Regions from separate parts of the Sus scrofa genome. Here region 2 is linked to region 1. A link is a contact called in public Hi-C data. All regions are on one chromosome and are shown on one strand. Each heading gives the region's core, a stretch centred on a gene start, on an enhancer-like site or on the middle of the called end of the contact. The rest is flanking DNA. Distances are from core to core; before and after follow the strand shown.

The links. Hi-C and Micro-C count contacts between places; a contact is called where the count stands out from the background.
Region 2: a contact with region 1 is called in a Hi-C map of retroperitoneal adipose tissue, with 2.2 times the contacts expected there. The contact joins two enhancer-like sites. A contact is called at or near these places in 5 of 47 Hi-C or Micro-C datasets (embryonic fibroblasts, fetal skeletal muscle, mesenteric adipose tissue and 2 more).

Annotation. Positions count from the first base shown.
Region 1 is chr11:6,533,863-6,539,883 of Sscrofa11.1, forward strand. SLC7A1 (solute carrier family 7 (cationic amino acid transporter, y+ system), member 1) reads right to left here. Exons shown (of 13, transcript NM_001012613.1): 13 at 4,194-6,021. MTUS2 (microtubule-associated tumor suppressor candidate 2) reads left to right here. Exons shown (of 15, transcript XM_021065174.1): 15 at 1-1,171. Among named protein-coding and RNA genes, the nearest start is that of SLC7A1, 68 kb to the right of the region's middle. Within about 2 kb of position 3,364, at least 36 of the 83 cell types and tissues checked have an H3K27ac peak or open chromatin away from gene starts, as enhancers often do. A contact at or near this core is called in retroperitoneal adipose tissue, where this site is marked.
Region 2 is chr11:6,927,685-6,933,705 of Sscrofa11.1, forward strand. The region is part of intron 2 of LOC106505250 (a long non-coding RNA gene); the gene reads right to left. Among named protein-coding and RNA genes, the nearest start is that of KATNAL1, 130 kb to the right of the region's middle. Within about 2 kb of position 2,552, at least 23 of the 83 cell types and tissues checked have an H3K27ac peak or open chromatin away from gene starts, as enhancers often do. A contact at or near this core is called in retroperitoneal adipose tissue, where this site is marked.

The sequences.
Region 1 (6,021 bases), core at 2,114-4,613:
AAAGAAAGAAGTAGGTTCAACGTTGATACGCTGATGATAACGATGCCTCTGTCTACTGTGTGTGACAGAGCCCCTGCCCTTGTCTCCCGAAGGCCCCTGGAAATGGTCCTGGGCACGGGGCTGCCTCCGGGCACACCCGAAGCAGGCGGACTCACTGAGGGATGCCGCTTGGGCCAGAGCCATGGGGCAGGGAAGAAAGGGCCCTCAGAAGGCGTCCGCGTGCCCAGAGCCTGGCCTGCTTGGGGATGTGCGGCCTGCTCTGTGTTCCCCGAGTGACACACAGTTGGGCTTCCGGCCTGACATGCATCTCATTTCTAGCCCATCTCCAGGTCTCTGCCCACCCCGAGGACACACACAGGAGATACCCATTGACGAAACATTTCCATTTCCCGTTAGTGGCTCTGCATGACGCTGTGACACTGAGCTGGGCATTCCATTAGAGTAGCTCATGCCACACTGACGAAATACACAGATACTGAGTTCTTTCTGCAGGCACCACCTGCAGACACAGGTTCGGCAGTAGCTCAGCCTCCGGATTAGGAACTGCTTCCGTAACGGCACCTGCTCAACGCGGTTACCCAGCAATACAGATTTCAGTGTGATGTTAGCACGTGGTCCGGTGTGTTAGCCTCGTGCAGTCCGTCGTCGTGCTGTTAGAATCCCTCACCAGGTGGACTCGACCTTGGCTCTGGCCAGCCCTGACCTTGGCTACTCGAGCTCCCTCCCGCACTGCCCTGGCTTCGTCTCCTCGTCACAGACGCCCGTCTTGTGTGGCTCCCATCCCGGGACACACGAGGGGCAGCAGCCACGGCGCCCCTCACCCCGCACACCTTTGGGACCTGGACCCCTGGCGACGGGGACATCTCCCTGGCGTCTGCCTCCCGGGCTGGAGCTGCTGCCACGCAGAGACGCGGCAGCCTCCCCCACCTGCCTCAGACACACGCAGCAAGCCTCACCAACCACTTCTTGGCGTGTGAGCCCCTGTTGGAGCCCGGCCGCCCCCAGCCCACCCCACACCCCAAGGAGGTTCCTGCGGGGGCGGGGGAGAGGCTGGAGGCCCACGCACTTGGGGATGATGTGAACGGGGTCCCTCGGTCCTTTTCGGGCCCCTCCGGTTTCTGTGTTGCCTATCTGTGTTCGAAGCATATTAAAATGAACTTGAGGGACCTTCTGTGATACGCACTTGGTGTGACCATTGGCCTGGCCCGCTCAGGCTTCAGGGGGGCAGGCGGGCATGCGTCTGAAGCAGGGAGGCTGAAGGGGCTCCGCAGGCTGGGCTCCTCGTGTGTGTGCCAGGTCAGCTGGTCACTGGGTCTCGCCCTCCCCCGACCCCCATCGCTCTCCCAACTTCGCAGGACCAAGGTCGCTGCCTCGTCTTCCCAGCCTGGGGCCTTCAGCAGCCCTGCTTGGATTCTGGGGGCTCAGTGGCCCTGCCCCCGGCCCACACCCCATCCCAGGCAGGCTGGGGTGGGCTGGAGTTTGTTGGGCAAAAGACACAAAAGATTGAGTCCAACCCCCAACCACCCATTTCAAATTCCAACGGTGACCTGTTTCTACCCGAGCGAGCCTGGCCTGTCCTCGGTCGCGCCGGTGTGCGTCTGGGCACAGAGCTCTCCCCTGACAGTGGCCGCGGCGGGCCCTCCTGGCAAGGTGTCTGTGCCACAGCACTTCCCTGTCACGGGCTCTCACGCCCACGGGGCCCTGGGACGCTCTGAGCCAGGACCCTCCCTCAACCTGAAAGCGTCTGCTCCCCGAGCCGGGCCTTCAGGCTGCGCTGCAGCCAGCGGGCACCTGCCTGGGGTCGCAGGGGAGAGCCTGCGTGGCCTGTGGGGTTTGCAGGGACCCTCCAGCCAGCCTGCCCTCCCAAAGTACTGCTGAGCCTCTTCAAAGCTCGTAAGTCACCATGAGTCACCCTGGACTCGCCAGCACCAGCCTGGATCCCCCATGCGCCCAGCTTAGGGGTGACAGCTGCTAGGAATGACTTCCTGGGCCGTCCCAACCCATTTGTTTCTCTTGGTGACCTGTGCCACCACCTTTAGAATAACTGCCCTCCACTGCCCCCCCCCGCCCCACATCAGCACTGCCACTTCACAAAGGGCAGCTGGCACCTGGCCCTCGGGCTCTGAGAATTGTCTCCCACGCCTACCCTGCAGCGACAGAAAGACCTCTGAAGTCAACTGCTCAGACCCACTCTGTGCCATGGGCCCACGCGCAGCCCTGGCCAGGGCCGGCGCTCTGTCTGAGAAGCTGGGGTAGGAGCCGAGCAATGCGTCCCACCTGCTGAGGGGGAGGCTGTGCTCGCAGCTGGGGCTGCACCATCTCCAAACAGGCCTCCTGCAGCCACCCTGTCCTGGCCACCCCCATAGGCAGGAGGCAGGGTCTGCCCACTTGGGAGTTGAGGTCAAATGCTTAAAAAAAAATCACCAGCACCACAGGCTAGAGCGAATTCACTTAAGTTTGCTAAGTATCTTAAAAACAACAAACAACAACAACCACAAAACCCCCAAACAATCTGCGGCTCTCAAACCTCATTGAAAACAAGGAAAAGCGAGACACCTGGGTTTCTTGACCGCCCAGCTCTGTTCTGTGGCTCAGGGAGGGCGCCGAGTTTGGGGCTCCCCTGGTCTGGGAGTGACTGCCAGCCCAGCGGCAGCACCAGCCAGCCAAAGTGCTGCGCAACCTAAGAGGGGGTCCCTCTCCACAGACACCCCCCCCCACCCCGGCTAGCCATCGGCTCTGCTGCTGCCGCCACTTCTAAGTGCAACCAAATGGGGGGTAGCAGGGGCCGTGGTGCCCCGTGCCCCTCCCAGCACCCTGAAGCCGGCATCTAAGCAGGGCTCAACAAGGAGCCACGCTGTTGGCAGGAGCGAAAATGAAAAGCATCCGTGGGCGAGCCCCGCGGCGCCGCTTCTCCCTGGGCCCGCGGTCCTGGCTGCAGCCAGCCGGGGCTCACGCCACTCGCACGAGTACCGCCTGCTTCCTCCCCTAGGCCCTGCTCACGGAGCTAAGGCTTGGACACGCGTACATGGTAAAACGAAACCATGCCCCTCTGCAGGGGGCAGCCACGGGTACCCCCGGTAGGTGTGCCCGCCCTCCCGGCTCACCTGGTGGCTGAGCAGTCCCCGAGAAGGCGTCCACGCGAGCCTCCCACGCCGAAGGCCAGGCCGTCTGAGGGCAGCAGCCGATTCACCTCACCTGGTTTATAACCACACCTGCAGAGGCTTCTCCGGGCCTCAAGGGGGCCCATCAGGGATTCCTAGGAAGCTGCTGGAAGCCTGCCGGGCTCTGCAGGCGGCCCGCCCGCTCCGGCCGCTAGGTGGCAGTGTGGCGCCGCGGCACCCGTTCCCGGGAAGGCGCTGCCCGCGTCGTCCCCCAGCTCCCCGCCCCCGGGCGCTCCCGGAGGCTCCGCGACGCCCCGGCCCGCCCTGAGGTCTGGGGCTGGGCTTGCCGGCGCCTGCACGTTGTCACGGATCGCCCTGGGTTGGGAGGCCGGAAGGGGCGCCCTGCCTGCCCGCGTCCCAGACGCACCGCACACCTCTGAGCTCGGAGGGGAAGCGCCTACACAGTCCAGGCCCGGTGGGGGGAGTTGACCGCGTGGCCGAGAGAGGCCCCTCACATTCCTGGGGACAAAGTGGGGGCCAGGGGCAGCCCCGTGCTCATCCCTCGGGCGGCAGCAGACCTCCCTGCCCTAGAGTCTGCGAATGAAGGCCCACTTGAGGGCAATAGCCTCCTTTCTCAAGAGGGGCGGGGGAGTGAGAAATCGAGGATTAAGGGAACAGCGACAACAGTCTCCTCCCCTCCAGGTCCTGCTCGCGCCCAAGGGTGGCGGGTGGAGCAACGGTAAGGTGTTCAAAGCGGCGGGCAGGGGGTTGCTGCACCGGCATCCCAGTCCTTGTGCAGCAAGCATCTCTTACCAGGCAGCTCCAAGGGCAGAACGATTCCTGGGCCCAAACCCGAGCCCAGTCTGGGAAGAGTGGGATCGCCAGCATCACAGCATCCTAAGTGAGAGTTCCGGGGACGCCTTGGCTGAGGCGCCGAAACTGGAAGGAAGAGCATTGACATCAAAGGCTGCATGAAAATCAGGCTACACGACTTCCGACTTCCGGTTGGAGAAGCCGGCAGGTGCCCAGAGCAAGAGCACCCCTCTACGGGGCACCAGAGGGGCCAGAATTCCTCAGATCACACTGCGTTCGCGGAGGCCAGAGACGGAATTTATTAAGATCTGCGGAAGCATAGGGGATGTACCACAAAATAGTTGGATTTACAACATGAAGTACGGTATCCATGTACAGTGTTGCCAGCAAAACCGGGCTACAGAGCAGAGGTTCACATTTCTTAAAGGCAATGGACATCTACTCTTGTCCTTAAGATAAAACAGGGGGGACCAGCAGGGGTCAATCTGATTTGCAGTTAGCACAGAATCTAAATCTAGTCGCGCAAATATAAGAAACCATAAGAAAACTATTAGAAAAATAGAACATCAAACAAGCAAAAAATATTATACAATTTACATAATAAAAACGCACAATTCTTTTAACAATGGCTCCATGTTCAGTAGAGGAAAAGTGCTCTGGAGAAACCACAGCTATTTCGGTTTGATAATAAACCCACTCTCACCACCATCATCACCCTTTGTGCTCCTTAAACCCATCCATGCTGAAAGGCACAACTTAAGCAGGAAACTTATTTTAAATACATATTATAACTTCTCAAATGGGAAAATAAGTCCCAAACTTAACAAAGTTTGTCATCAAGAAACACAAAATCATATAACCTTGTTAATAATTTAACAAAGTCTGATGCATCTTCCCAGCCCTGCTCCCCAGCCCTGAGAAACCCCAGGTGGGCAAGGTCTTTCACTGCCCGGGGGGGCGGGGTTCAGCTGGCAGCACAACACGCTCTCGGGGCAGTCCAGGGGCTCCTGAGAACTGCTCCTCGAGACCCCGGGCCAGTCCACGCCCCCCCTTGGAAGAGCACCACCACTCAGGGGAGCAAAGGGCACAGAAAGACTGGGTCATTGTGATCAGCAGAAAGGTCAGTTGACTTTCTGCCTTAACCACCCAGGAGGCGTCAAAACTGCGATGACGACACACGGAGTGTACATGGCTTCTCGCTCCACTGGATCAATAAAGCATTTCATTACCCAAAAGGTCCACGAGAGTCGAGTCAGACAAAATGTACATCTTGCTCTAAGAGCCTTACACGCGCTCTCACTGCCAAGGCAAACAGGTAGGTTTTAAATTATACTCACAATTATACACAACATATATTTTGTTCCATCTGAAGTGAACTCTGCAACAGCTCTGCACACAAGCGTCACACGCCTGCACCTGAAAGGCGAGGAGGTGCCACACTCATGCGTCTCCATCCAGCCTAGAACATTCGGGTGGGGGACTCGGCCTGAAGACCCCTCACTCCTGTCCTGGGGGAGGGGGATGGTTCTTGGGTGCCAAGAGGACAATCGGCTCTTAGTGTGGCAAGTGGGGCATTCAGAAAGATGGGTCCTGGTGTGGAGCCAGGCAGGTTTACTCTAGCAGGGGGGCCCCCGAATGCCTGTGGGCTCACCAGCAGTCTGGGTAGGGTCCACACACCCGGCCCCAGCCTCCCGCCCTATTGACAGCTCTGCCTCCTGTGTGAAGCTAGAGGCCCTCCTAGGCGGGCAGCAAGACTGTCAGCTCGCAATGTCTGCCTGCCTGCAGGTGGGGCCGGGCAGGGGGGCGGGGGGGCTCGGTGTAGCCTGTGTTGCCCCCATCGCCACCTCTACCCACAAGCAGCAGCAAACCACACAGCGAAAGGCTCCTGCTGGGCCAGGCGCGCCTCCCAGGTGTAGACGGTGTGCTGAAGGGGAGAAGGGAGCGGCCTGGGGGCTCTGGGTGAGGGGTGTAGCCCCCTCAGCACCACCACCTGTGGCTAAAGGGTGGCGGAGCGTGGTGTCCAAACCACCCGGGAGCAGGCGGCTGATCACCTGTTGGAGTCAAGACTCAAAGGAACAAAACCCCAAGTGGGGAAGCCAGAGCGGTG
Region 2 (6,021 bases), core at 1,302-3,801, 390 kb after region 1:
CCAAACACAATTTCGGGACTGTCAAAACAAGACCCGAAGACCTGACACAGACAATTAACGTAAGTCAAGGAAACCCACCCGCCTCGTCCTGGCTCATCAAGGCTCCCGCGCGATGCCAGCCGCCCGGCCCCAGGCCGCACTGTCGCCGCCGGCAGGTGGTTGTGCAGGGGACGCCTGACATCAGGCTGGAAGCTATAATTACCTGCTGTATAATTTGGCTGCTAAATAGATTGTTTACAAAGGTGCGCGTGATGAAATTGCAGGCATGGCAGCGCACAGCCGTGAGGCTGGGGGAGGGGCAGCATCCCACCTGCCACTGTGGCTGCTGCGACTCTGACCTCCCCGGGCACCTGGGCCTCGGCCCCATGATGATGGAAATACCCGGCCTTCCTCCCTCAGGTGTCATCAGGTAAGGAAGCCCGGGCAGAATCAGACTCCCGTTGGCACAAGACACGAGATGGAACCACAGGCCCCCAGGGTCAGCTTGGAAGGAAATGGGCCCAGCAGGAGCCCCAGGGGGCGGAGGGAAAGTTCAAGGTCACGGGGCTCATTCCAGGCAGGTCATGGAACTGGGGACTGTCTCATTAACATACAGGGAACAATGGAACAGCATAACCTCTCTACACCATGGCTGAGAGGGACCTTCTGAGATGAGAGAAATGACTCGTCAAAAGTAAGGTGACATCAGGCAGTACCCTTGTGGCCCAGTGGGTTAATGATCTGGTTTGTCTCTGTGGAGACTCAGGTTTGATCCCCGGCCAGGGAACTTCCCCATGCCGTGGGTGTCACCAGGGGAAAAAAAAAAAAAAAGCAAGGTGACATCCAATAAGGATAAAGACCAAGACAAGGCCCTATCTGGGAACTTGGGAAAAAGCTAGAGATCCAAAATAGGAAAAATGGGTTAAACATGAAAAGGCCTGTGGGGGGGTCAGATCATATCTGGCGTCAAAGATGCTTCTGTAACGAAATGCTCTTTTAAAACAAAACCAAGAAAAGAAACAGAAACAGGCGCACAGTCATAGAGAGCAAACTCGTGGTTACCAAAGGCGGGGCGGGGGGAGATACATGAGGAGTTTGGGATCCGCAGATGCAAACCCTACACGGAGGATGCGTCAAGAACAAGGCCTGCGGTAGACGCAGGGAGTTATGGTCAAGATCCTCGGAGAAACCACAGCGGAAAAGAATGTGAAAAAGACGTGTGTACACGGACACTCGCATAAGTGAATCGCTTTGCTGCACACCACAAGACAACACAACGTTGTGCACCAACCATGCTTCAATAATAAACAAATAAAAACAAAGAGACGCCCCAACGTAATTGATGGGCATGGATGCCAAAAGGATTCAAGAATAACAGACTTTTAAGAGTTTAAGAGAACCGATTTTCCAGCGCTAAGGCTTGCCATTTTGGACCGCATGGGGAAATCAGAGTAAAGGGGAAATAACTAAGGGACGGAAAACCGGACCAACGAGAAAGAGTAAAGACTTGGCAGTTTTCACTCCACACAAGAGGAGGTGAGAGGGGTTAGATCCTCTTGGCCCTCGGCATTCTCAGAAATTCTCGGCACAGGGGTGCCGAATTCCCTCCACCATGTCCAGGAAAGTGAGTTACTCAAGTTTTGAGATCACAGTCACATGAGTTTCATCTGCAAAGTGCTCCCACTCTCCCCGCCACAAACCCGCCAGGAGGCCGACGGCTGGGAATTCCCTGGAGGCCTAGCAGTTACGGATCTGCTGTGGTCGCTGCTGGGCCGGGAGCTGGATCCCTGGCCCAGGAACTTCCTCTTGCCCTGGGCAAGGCCGCAGGAAAAAAAAAAAAAAAAAAAAAAAAAAGGCTAGTGGCAGATAACCTCAAGCCAACACTTCTCCCTCTGCCACGGCGACATTTATGGGCTATACACGGCACCGACTGGACACCACGCCTGCTGGGAAGCCTGGCATCCTTGCCCAGCAACACGACGGGCTCCATCTGCACCCTCAAAGAGGGTCGTGATGAAGGAAGCTCCACCTGAGAGGAAGGATGATAAACTCCGCCGTAAATTCCCATCGACATTAGGGGCCCTCAGAGTAGAGACAGCTTTACATTTTGGCAGAGGGACAAAATCTGATCCCAGGACCCTTCACCTCCCACAGACAGTGGAAGGGCCTGAGACTGTTCAGAAGCCCTATCTGCTCGGGACCCTGCCCCTCTGCTCGCCAGGCAGGATGAAAGCCCAACAGCGTTTCTGTGCAGCAAATAGGAGTGCCGGCCGTCTAGTCCTGCCATCTGTCTGCCTGTCACATCTGTGTGCTAACTCTGAGCTTGGGGTCCAGAACCTTCCAGCCTGCTTTCTGATGAGGTGGACAGTCTGGGTCTAGTCCCACCCTAACAGGAGCGGGGGTTCCTGGGGACCCCGTACAGCCAGCGGGGAAGGAGCAAAGGAAGAGACACCTGACTTCTCGCCTCCGGCCACCGGCCAAGTCCAGCTGGAAGCAGAGGGCAGGAGAGCTGGGGGGCACGGGCCACAGAGAACAGCCTCTGGCACGCCGAGCAGAGTGGAGAAGGGCAGGAATCAGTGGGGACTTGGGGGACATCAGAGATGGGCCAGCACAGATGGTATAACGTGGAGCCAGGACTGGGGACGACTGTGGCATCCAGCTTGTCCCAGGGAAGAAGAGAAGGCAAGCCCCAGGACCTCAGGCCCAGCAGCCTCTGAGAAGTCCAGGAGAGCATTGTCCACCCTCGCCATCACCCACCAGGACCCCAGGAGATACCACTGCCACCTAGAGCCCCTAGCTACCCTCCCAAAAAAGCTGGGGAGGGCCAGTGTAGGAGCGTCTGAGGGCATGGCTTCTCCAGCCACCCAGCACTTACAGCCCCGCAGCACAGGGCCTCCCAAACGCCTTCTCATCTCCTGCTCTGAGGATGCCCCCCCCTTTTCTGACAATGGATTCGGTGCATTGCATTCAGAGGAGCCAGTATGTTTAGCAGAAACGGGAGACTCTGCTCAGCAACTGGGCAGGAGAGGGCCCCAGGGAAGGGGGGTACCGTGTGGGAAGGACGACGCGGGGGCGGGGGGGGGGGGAGGTCCGGAAGAGCTGCTGAAGCTTCTCAACATTGCAGACAGAGAAAACAACAGCTCCCAATAATAATAACCATTTCAGCTTTGCTCAATTATGATCTCCAGATTACGGGCATCTCATTACCACCTCAAAACGAACAAACAAAACTCTGACTTTTCTATTAACGTCACAGCCGTCAGTGTCTCATTGATTGAAGAGAGCCAACTTCAAAAGAGACTGAATTGTTTTTTCATTCTAAGCCAATCTAGAGCCTGGGCTGTGTCTGCAGACATTTTGTCTCGTCCCTGCCTCTGCCCGGGGCTCCACCTAGCGTCCGACAGCCGGTACTACACCCTCTATCCCACTTCTTAAAGCTGCCTTTTCTCACAATGAGCTGGTTTCATAGAAAATCATGAGACTTGATGGAGGGAAAAAAATGGCCTCTGTGACAGACATTTTTCAAAAGTGGTTGAGCAATAAAGACTTCCCATTTATTGGATTTCACACATGATTTCGCTTGAGCCAAACCAAAGACTCGTGACTCTTAAAAACAAGGAAGAGGCAAGAGAGTACCGAGTATTTGGGCAATTTTCTCACGGCCTTCTTGTTTTGGGGAACCATGCCTGTGTGGACACATAAAAAGGTGACTGATTTGCATATGCACATACGGAGTTTGCAGGGCCAGGCCTCGTACAGCAAAGACTTATTTAAGTCCCTGTAATGGGCTGAATTGTGCCCCAAATTCAAATAAATCCTAGCCCCCTGTGTCTCAGAAGGTCACCATTTTGGAGATGAGACAATTAAGTGAAAAGGAAGTCTTTAAGGTAGACCCTAGTCAAATCTGACTGGTGTCCTTATGAGAAGAGGAAATTTAGACACAGACTATGCAGGTAGGGGGACGGGGGGCGGTGGTAGTGGGGAGACCCTATGAGGATGAGAAGGCAGTCACCCACCAGGCAAAGGGGAGAGGCCTCAGAAGAAACTAACCTGCCAGCGCTTTGATCTTGAACTTCCAGACTCCAGAGCTGTGAGACAATATGTTTCTCTTGTTTAAGCACACACACACACACACACAGAGCCCCGTCTGCAGTGTTTTGTTATGTGGCCACAGCAAACTACAGCCCCTACATTTTTTCCTCCCACAAGCTGGGCAAACAACACCAGAGGAAACCGGCCCCATTGCTGGTAAGAGTGACCTATGCCAGCTTCGTGTCTCTGCGTTTTCTACATAATGAGTTCTGAACCCGGAAAGGTTGGGCAGTAGCTTTGGCAACTTCCTTTGTCCACTCCTCCCTCCTATCAGTAGGGAACGTGGTAAGACTTAAGCCTCTCCCGGAAGTGGCTTCCTGGTGGGGGTTTAGGAGAATCCAGACCCTCCCTCAGCGGGCAGTTGGGGGTCAGATAGGCCTCTGCCACAGCTGGGTGAGCAAGCTTGGCAAGTTTACTGCGCCTCTCTGAGCCCCGATCTTGTCCGCTGTAAAGTGAGGGTGATGGGGTTGCCTGGAAACTGAGGTTCAGCAGGGCATCTGGCTCGGACCTGCTCAGGACACACCCACCAGCCACACCTGAGCCGAAGGTGCACACCAGCATCCCCAGACTTGCCTGCGGAACCCCGACTTCGCCCCTCTTCTTGGAGAGGTGGGGAGAGGGGCTGGTTAGGCGGGAGCAGGCATTTAGGCCCCCCCCCGCCCCCCGCAGTGCCCCGTGGACGCCCGGCATAAAAGCCAACTTCAGAAAATTGCTTCCGGTGACCTTGGCTTTCAAGAGATCTCCTAGGAGGACAGAGGCCTTTGGCTGGACATTTAGGGACGTCACTTTTGAAGGCACAGAAGCAGGATGGCTGCAGCGGGTGCGGGAGGAAAGGGCACCGCCGCCAGGAGCCCGACTCCCGGGAACCGCAGCGCCGACTCAGTCCTTTCCCGCTGCGATCAATCTCTGGCCGGGCCGTTTCCGCCGCCCGCGGCTCCGGCCCCGCGGCCGCGCGGCGCATTAGTGACTCTGTGACCCGTTCGCCCAGCGCCCTGCCCGCGGCTGCCCGCCCCGCTGCGGCGGCTGCCGGGCGGGACAGGGACAGCCGGCCTGGTCCCCGCAGCCCGAGTCCCCTCTTAAAGCGGCCCGTGCGCTCCGTGCGGATGCCCCGGGCCCCCCGCCCGGTCCCCCGTCGGGGACCCCGGCTCCCCCTGGCGGACGCCAGCTCCCTCGAGTTCCCAGCCGTTTCAGATGTTCAATTTCAGTCATCTGGGGGTGCTTTTCCAGCGCGCTCGCGCAAACACACAGACACACAGACACACAGACACACAGACACACACAGACACACACACACACACACACACACACACACACACACACACACTCTCTCTCTCTCTCTCTCTCTCTCTCTCTCTCTCTCTCTCCAGGTGAGGGATTTCCGGCTGGGTGCATCAGAGATCTCGGCGGCAAGATGCACACAGGCTAAGGAGCCAAAGAACAGAAATGCAGTAAAAATGTAAAAATGGGGTAGGCCCAGCAAAGTGTCCAGAATGCTCCCTGACTGAACGCTCTGTACCAGCCTCAGAACACTCAGTGCTCCGTCTGGACTCTTCAGCCCGGGAAACAGAGGCGTTGCATTTCTGTCCTGCAAGCGCCGTATATTTGGCAGGAGGGAATGCCTTTCAGAGGCACCTTGTTTTCTTAAATATACCGAATGTATAATACGAACTCTCAGAGGCTTCTGTTTCTTAAATATACCGAATGTATAATACGAACTCTCAGAGGCTTCTGTCTGAAAAGGGAACACATCCTACAGGCTCCATGAAGAAGCATGTTCAGATAAAGCACCATAAACTTTAGTCTATGGTTTGATGGAAACAGAAATAATAAGTAAAACGTGTTTTTATGAACCTTTGAAAAAGCCTGTAGCTCTCAGTGGCAACCCCAATCCAGCCTTGTGTTTTATTCCCTTAATGAAACTTAAATGCGGAAGATGTTGTGGCGTTTCAG